2 separate regions of the Ovis aries genome follow, and region 2 is linked to region 1. A link is a contact called in public Hi-C data. All regions are on one chromosome and are shown on one strand. The core of a region is the stretch at or near the end of the contact, and the rest is flanking DNA. Distances in the headings are between cores, read along the strand shown.

Region 1 (3,087 bases), core at 376-2,875:
TATGCAAATGACAAGTGCATTAAATGTCAAACAATGAAACAATTGTGCAAAGAATTCGTTCCAAAAAGAAGAAAAAAAACAAGTTTAAGCCTTTAAATAAATCAAATAACATCAGTTTCTTGGACTGAACAATTTTCACTTGCAGGACAGGCACAAAGTTCGCTTATGGCAAAAACAACCTGCAGCACACTTCACCCCTCCTTCTCAATGGCTAGTGAGGGGTTCGCCGGGGGGTGGGGGGTGGGGGGGCTGGCTGGCAGGAGACAGGAGTCTGGAAGCTGTGTCCTCTCAGGCCCCAAGTCAGCTGCAAATGTCTTCCCCAGGGGTAGGAAACATGGCCAAGTCTTGTTCGTGCTGGGATGACGCCTCACTCAGACCCGGCTGGAGCTGTTCTAGCGCCCTGTCACTCCACCCACCACCACCATTAAATAACACCATCCTACCTCCGAAAATAAAATTATATCTATATTTATATAACACCCCATCCTCCCCAGCCCTCCCCTCCCGCAGGTCCCGAGGTCTATGTTACAGACAGGGCATAGCAGGCGCTCACTGGTTACAGACGCACATCCGATGGGGCGCGGCCGCATCCCGGCGCCAAGCTCATGTCCGGGGAGCAGGGGCTGGCGTGGGGTGAAAACTCGGCAGCGGGGAGTCGAACATACACACAGCCACACACCCTGAAGAGGCTTCGCTCTTCAGAAAATGGTGTTCAGGGGACCCTTGGCACTCAGTGGGGTGGCCAAGCCTGTGCCACACAGCCGGACGCACAGACACTTGGAAAGGGGGCGCCGGGTGCCTACCACGCGGCCGATTCTCGGGTGCCAGAGCCTGAGTCTCCAGGCCACGGCTGCCGGGGCTGAAAGCAGACGCCAGGCAGTCCGGTGGGGGTCTTTGGGGGGGGCAAGGTTCTCCCCTTCTCCGGGCTCGTGGGGGACGGGCCCGGGATGGGGAGCCGCGCTGGCAGGGGCAGGCGGGTCGGGCGCGGCCCTCATAGCACCTTGCAGCAGTTGATGCAGCCGTTCTGGGAGCCGTAGCGCTTCTGCAGCGCGGCGCGCGTGGCCGTCTCGAAGACCTCTCGGACGCCCTCCTTGGTCTTGGCCGAGCACTCGAGGTAGTCGTAGGCTTGGATGCGCACGGCCATAGCGCGGCCGTCATCCGTGCGCACCGGTTCCTGCTTCATGCGGGCCAGCTCTGTGCGGACGTGCTCATCGCTGCGCAGGTCTTTCTTGTTGGCCACGAGGATGATGGGCACGTTGGGGCAGAAGTGCTTCACCTCGGGCACCCACTTCTCGGGGATGTTCTCCAGCGAATCCGGGCTGTCCACCGAAAAGCACATGAGGATCACGTCGGTGTCCGGGTAGGAGAGCGGCCGCAGGCGGTCGTAGTCCTCCTGCCCCGCCGTGTCCCACAGCGCCAGCTCCACCTGCTTGCCGTCCACCTCGATGTCGGCCACATAGTTCTCGAAGACTGTGGGCACGTACACCTCGGGGAACTCGTCCTTACTGAACACAATCAGCAGGCACGTCTTGCCGCACGCGCCGTCGCCCACCACCACCAGCTTCTTGCGGATGGCCGCCATAAGCGGGCCGGGCCCGGGCAGCAGGAGGGGCCCCGCGAACGCCTCGCTGCCGTCCCGCTCGCCGCTCACTGCTCACCTCGGGCTGCGCGCTGGGGACAAGGGTCGCTAGCTGCACCCAGGTCCCGGGATGGCGCGCGTTCCCTCGTAGTGCTCGGACTGCCGCGGCGGGGGCGGTGGGGGACTCGGGGGCATAGGGCGCACGGTGCGTCTCCGCGCTGCTCCCGAGCGGCGGCCGCTCTCCTCGCCCCTGGTCTCGGGTCGGCGCCTTTGTGAGCAAACGGTGGCCAGAGCAAGCGGATGCGGCCTAGCTCCCTCCTGGATCTCCCTAGGCCTAGGCGAAAACACAAGAGAGAACACGAACTCAGCCCGACTGCGGCGGCAGATGCAGGCTGCGGCCCTAGCGCCCGCTATTTAAAGAGTTCGGCGACTTTCTTAATATAGCCGTCCAATGGGAAGCAAGCCGACTGAGCTCATCGCTGCGGAGCTTGGCTTTGATTGGCCGTCCCCTGCAGCCCACGGGAGGGGCCGGGCGGGCTTGATTGACTGCCCAGGCCGCGGGGCTGGGAGAGGCGGCGACTGGGGAGTTTGCCGCCGCGGCGGGAGCTGCGGGTCTCTGGCTGCGTCAAGGTTCGCTCTTTCTGCGCGCGGGACCGAAGGGCTGAAGACGGCTGCCCGGAGCAGCCCGCGGGGCCTGGGCGAGCGGTTCCGAGACAGGAGGCACTTTGTGGGCGCGTGAATGAGTCTCTCCCACTCGTATTGCCCTGCTTGCTTCGCAAACTCCCAGCGGGTGGTCGGACCTGTAGGGTAGGGAGCGGCTCCTTTAACGTGGTTTTGTTTTTAAATGCACAGACACGCAGACACACACGCACACAGGCTTATTTCCAATCAAGGTTGTGGTTTGTTGTTGTTGTTTTTTCTTTTTCTTTTTTCTTTTAGAAGCAGCCCCTCCCCTTGTCGAGCCTGCCACCATGCTTCCACGAGGGTTCTTTCCCTGGGCCGTGTTTGGATCTGCTAGAGGGTGCCTTATGGGTGGGCCTGGTTCCGGTTTCCGGCTTTAACAAGCCAGTCTCTTTACCGCTTTCTCGGGCACCCAGCCTAAGGTCTCCAGGTGAAGGTTCAGGGAAAGAGGGTCAGTGAAAAGGGAAGGTCGAGGCTGATTGCAGAACTTCAGGTACACTCAGGAAGTAACCAGACAGAAAAGGGCAGCCTCAGTCCTGGCTTGCAGGATTAATTTGGATCCTGGTTTATCTGAAGTAAGTAGTGCAATAAAATCCAACCACCCCACACCCCATTAGGCAAGAATAGGCTGAAGCCCGGATGGGTGGGCTGAGAAACTTGCAGGCTAGAACAGGACAAATTAGTGTGTGTGTTTGAGGGTGGGGAGTGTGCTAGAAACCTAGTCTCTGGCAACCCACCAGGACTTGTTTCATCTACTCCTTGTATTCTGCAGGAGATGACACTTATGTCTGATCTAGAGGGGCCTAAGTCAAAGCATCTTAATGGAT
Region 2 (3,087 bases), core at 292-2,791, 68 kb before region 1:
TTTAAATTACACTTTTTATTTATAGATAGTTGTAGATTAGGAGAAGGCAATGGCACTCCACTCCAGTACTCCTGCCTGGAAAATCCCATGGACGGAGGAGTCTGGTAGGCTGTAGTCCATGGGGTCGCTGAGGGTCGGACACGACTGACCGACTTCACGTTCACTTTTCATTTCATGCATTGGAGAAGGAAATGGCAACCCACTCCAGTGTTCTTGCCTGGAGAATCCCAGGGACGGGGGAGCCTGGTGGGCTGCCGTCTCTGGGGTCGCACAGAGTCAGACACAACTGAAGCGACTTAGCAGCAGTAGCAGTTGTAAATTGGCACCCCGCTCCAGTACTCCTGCCTAGAAAATCCCATGGACGGAGGAGCCTGGAAGGGTGCAGTCCATGGGGTCACTGAGGGTCGGACACGACTGAGCGACTTTATGTTCACTTTTCATTTTCCTGCATTGGAGAAGGAAATGGCAACCCACTCCAGTGTTCTTGCCTGGAGAATCCCAGGGACGGGGGAGCCTGGTGGGCTGCCGTCTCTGGGGTCGCACAGAGTTGGACACGACTGAAGCGACTTAGCAGCAGCAGCAGATTCCCATGCAACTGTAAGAGATTCTGTGTACTCCTTACCCCAGTGATAACATCAAAACCATGGTGCAATACCACAACCAAGATACTGAGATACTGACACGATACAGATACAGAACGTTTCCCACATCACGAGGATCCCACATGCTGCCTTTCAAAGTCACACTCACTTACCTCCCACCCCACCTCCTCCTTAACCCCATGGCCAAGATTAACTAATCCAGTTCAGAGGTTTTCTAAGCAGCTCTGCTCAGGCCCCAGGCTCTTCCACCCCACTCCTGGCCCCTGTTGGGTTCCCCCACTCCCCCACGCCATTCTCCCACCCATCTCATCTCTGGCTCACACCTGCAGACAGGGGTCGGTTTGGTGTGAGCTCTCGTGTGACACATCACAAACTCACTGGAGAAACTCAGCAAGCCTGGCCTCTCCCTGGGCCTCAGTTTCCTCCCCCAGAGAGCCAAGTCAGGGTAGATATTCTCTATAAGTCCCATCACAACCCGCAGAAGTGCCATTGTGAATTCCTCTATGCTAAGCTCCGGTTCGCCAACCCCAGACCATAGCTAGGTCATCCCCAGGAGGGTGAGAGGTACCCCATCAGAATTCTCTCCCCACCCCTCCCAGCATCCACCCATTGAGCTGTCCACCTGCAACCCAGTGCATCAGGACAAAGACCCTGGTCTGCCGGGAAATAACTCAGTATGCTCTCGTCTGTTCTCCGAAACCACCTGCGGATTGAAGGGAAGGTGTGGGCTCAGCTCCAGGAGGCAGCAGAGGCTTCTGTGTCCCCAAAGCGGCACCTCCCCACTCAGACCCAGGCCCCAGGCCACTTTGAGGTCTGAAGAGCTCTGACTGAGCAATTAGCTCTGAATAGAAAACGTGTAAGCAGGTGCCTGTTGACTGAACGTGTTATTCCTCCTGATGGACTTGCTGGCTGGGGTGGCCTCCAGGTATGATGCAAGAAGGACTCTGGCAGGAACCCCAGGGCGAGGCCCTGAGGCGCTCTGTGTGAAGTGGGCACAGGCCTTGCCTCCTTTCCTGATGGAGAGCAGCTGGGATGTTGGAACTGCAGAGCCTGGGCTGTTGGTTGTGTTTACCACGTGCAGTCCTGGTCACCTGCCTTGGTGACGGGGCCAGGGCTCTGACAGAGATATTTATCTCAAGGAGTGTTCCTTTGATGCCTAATGATTCCCTTCAAACCAGAGACATGGGAATGTCTCCACCTGCCTGGAGCGCCCTCCGAGCCACCACTAGAGTCAGACCCGAGTGAGCCAGACAGAAGCGACACCCGCAGGGGTGGGCGGCCATTTCACACGTGTTGTTTCAGTATCTTCACAGTCTTTCTTCTCTTCCAGGGAGGAAATATGTTCAGAGGAGAAGGTACCTCCACAAAGCCACGTGGTCCATCCTTAGCAGTTGGCTCCCGACCAGGTCTGATTGACACAGTCCAGGTCTCACCTGCTTCACCTCAGCTGCCCCTTCTGTCAGGGACTTCACTCGACCTTGCTTCCCTTTCAATACTCAAGATTTAAAAAAGAACAAAAATCTGGGACTTCCCTGGTGGTCCAGTGGCTAAGACTCCTCACTCCCAATTTAGGAGGCCTGGGTTTGATCCCTGGTCAGGGAACTAGATCCCACATGCCACAACTCAGAGTTCTCATGCCACAACTAAGACCCAGTGCAGTCAAATAATTAAAAAAAACACACACACACACACACACACACACTTTCAAATCTCAATCAAATGCCCCTTCCTCCAGGAAGCCCACCTGGTCTGCTTAGCTGCGCTAAATTTCTCTCTTCACCATGTAACCCTTTATCCCCTTCCTGGTCTCTTTTCACACTTATTGCTAAAGAGTTAATTTGTACACTCAACTTTGCCATCTTGAGTTCCTGAGGGGACCCAGACTGCACCTGAGTCTCTCATCCCCAGGCTTCCCTGACCCCCCAAAACATTTTCTTTGAATAAACAAGGGTGGCTGTGGCCTGGCTCACACTTCCCCAAAGCCAAAGACAAGGAACTAAGGGTTAGAAAGTTCAAACCATGATACCGGTCACCTCCAGAGGCCCCAGCAGGGGGACTACAGGATAAAATTGCTTGAAACAGAAGGAGAGCCTATGACACATGTGTGCTTATCAACAAAGGACTCAAAAAGACAGCTGAAGGCCAGGAGAATGCCCCAGTTCCACGCCAGCCACGGATCCTGAGAACCACACTGGCTGGCTTCGCTGAGCCTACCCCAGACTGCTCTCAGCTCAGGGCGGGGACCTCAGGGGTTGCCACTAGTACCTGTCTTATCTTCTGCCAGCGTCCTGTTTCTGAGAGTGAGCTTGTCAACCGCTTTCTGGGATTTCTAAGAATAGATGTGGTGGGGGTGGTCACTGCTTTCTAGATCACTCAGTGTTTTACTGGAAACACACTGGTCTTTTCTGCAGAATTATAGCCAGCACCCACAAGCTGAAATCACAGAACGTTCTGGGCTCATCCCCCTCTCTGACTGGGGAAGCGG

What was found. A called contact is a pair of places that touch in the nucleus more often than the background predicts.
Region 2: a contact with region 1 is called in a Hi-C map of liver, with 3 times the contacts expected there. The contact joins the enhancer-like site here to the promoter of RHOB in region 1. A contact is called at or near these places in 4 of 16 Hi-C or Micro-C datasets (hypothalamus, liver and tail adipose tissue).

What each region holds. Positions count from the first base shown.
Region 1 is chr3:28,325,758-28,328,844 of ARS-UI_Ramb_v3.0, reverse strand. RHOB (ras homolog family member B) reads right to left here and starts at 1,625. Exons shown (of 1, transcript NM_001127673.3): 1 at 1-1,625. The coding sequence starts at 1,582. The coding sequence ends at 992. LOC114114138 (a long non-coding RNA gene) reads left to right here and starts at 2,154. Exons shown (of 3, transcript XR_003588978.3): 1 at 2,154-2,209.
Region 2 is chr3:28,393,590-28,396,676 of ARS-UI_Ramb_v3.0, reverse strand. No RefSeq gene overlaps it. Among named protein-coding and RNA genes, the nearest start is that of RHOB, 68 kb to the right of the region's middle. Within about 2 kb of position 1,541, at least 8 of the 54 cell types and tissues checked have an H3K27ac peak or open chromatin away from gene starts, as enhancers often do. A contact at or near this core is called in liver, where this site is marked.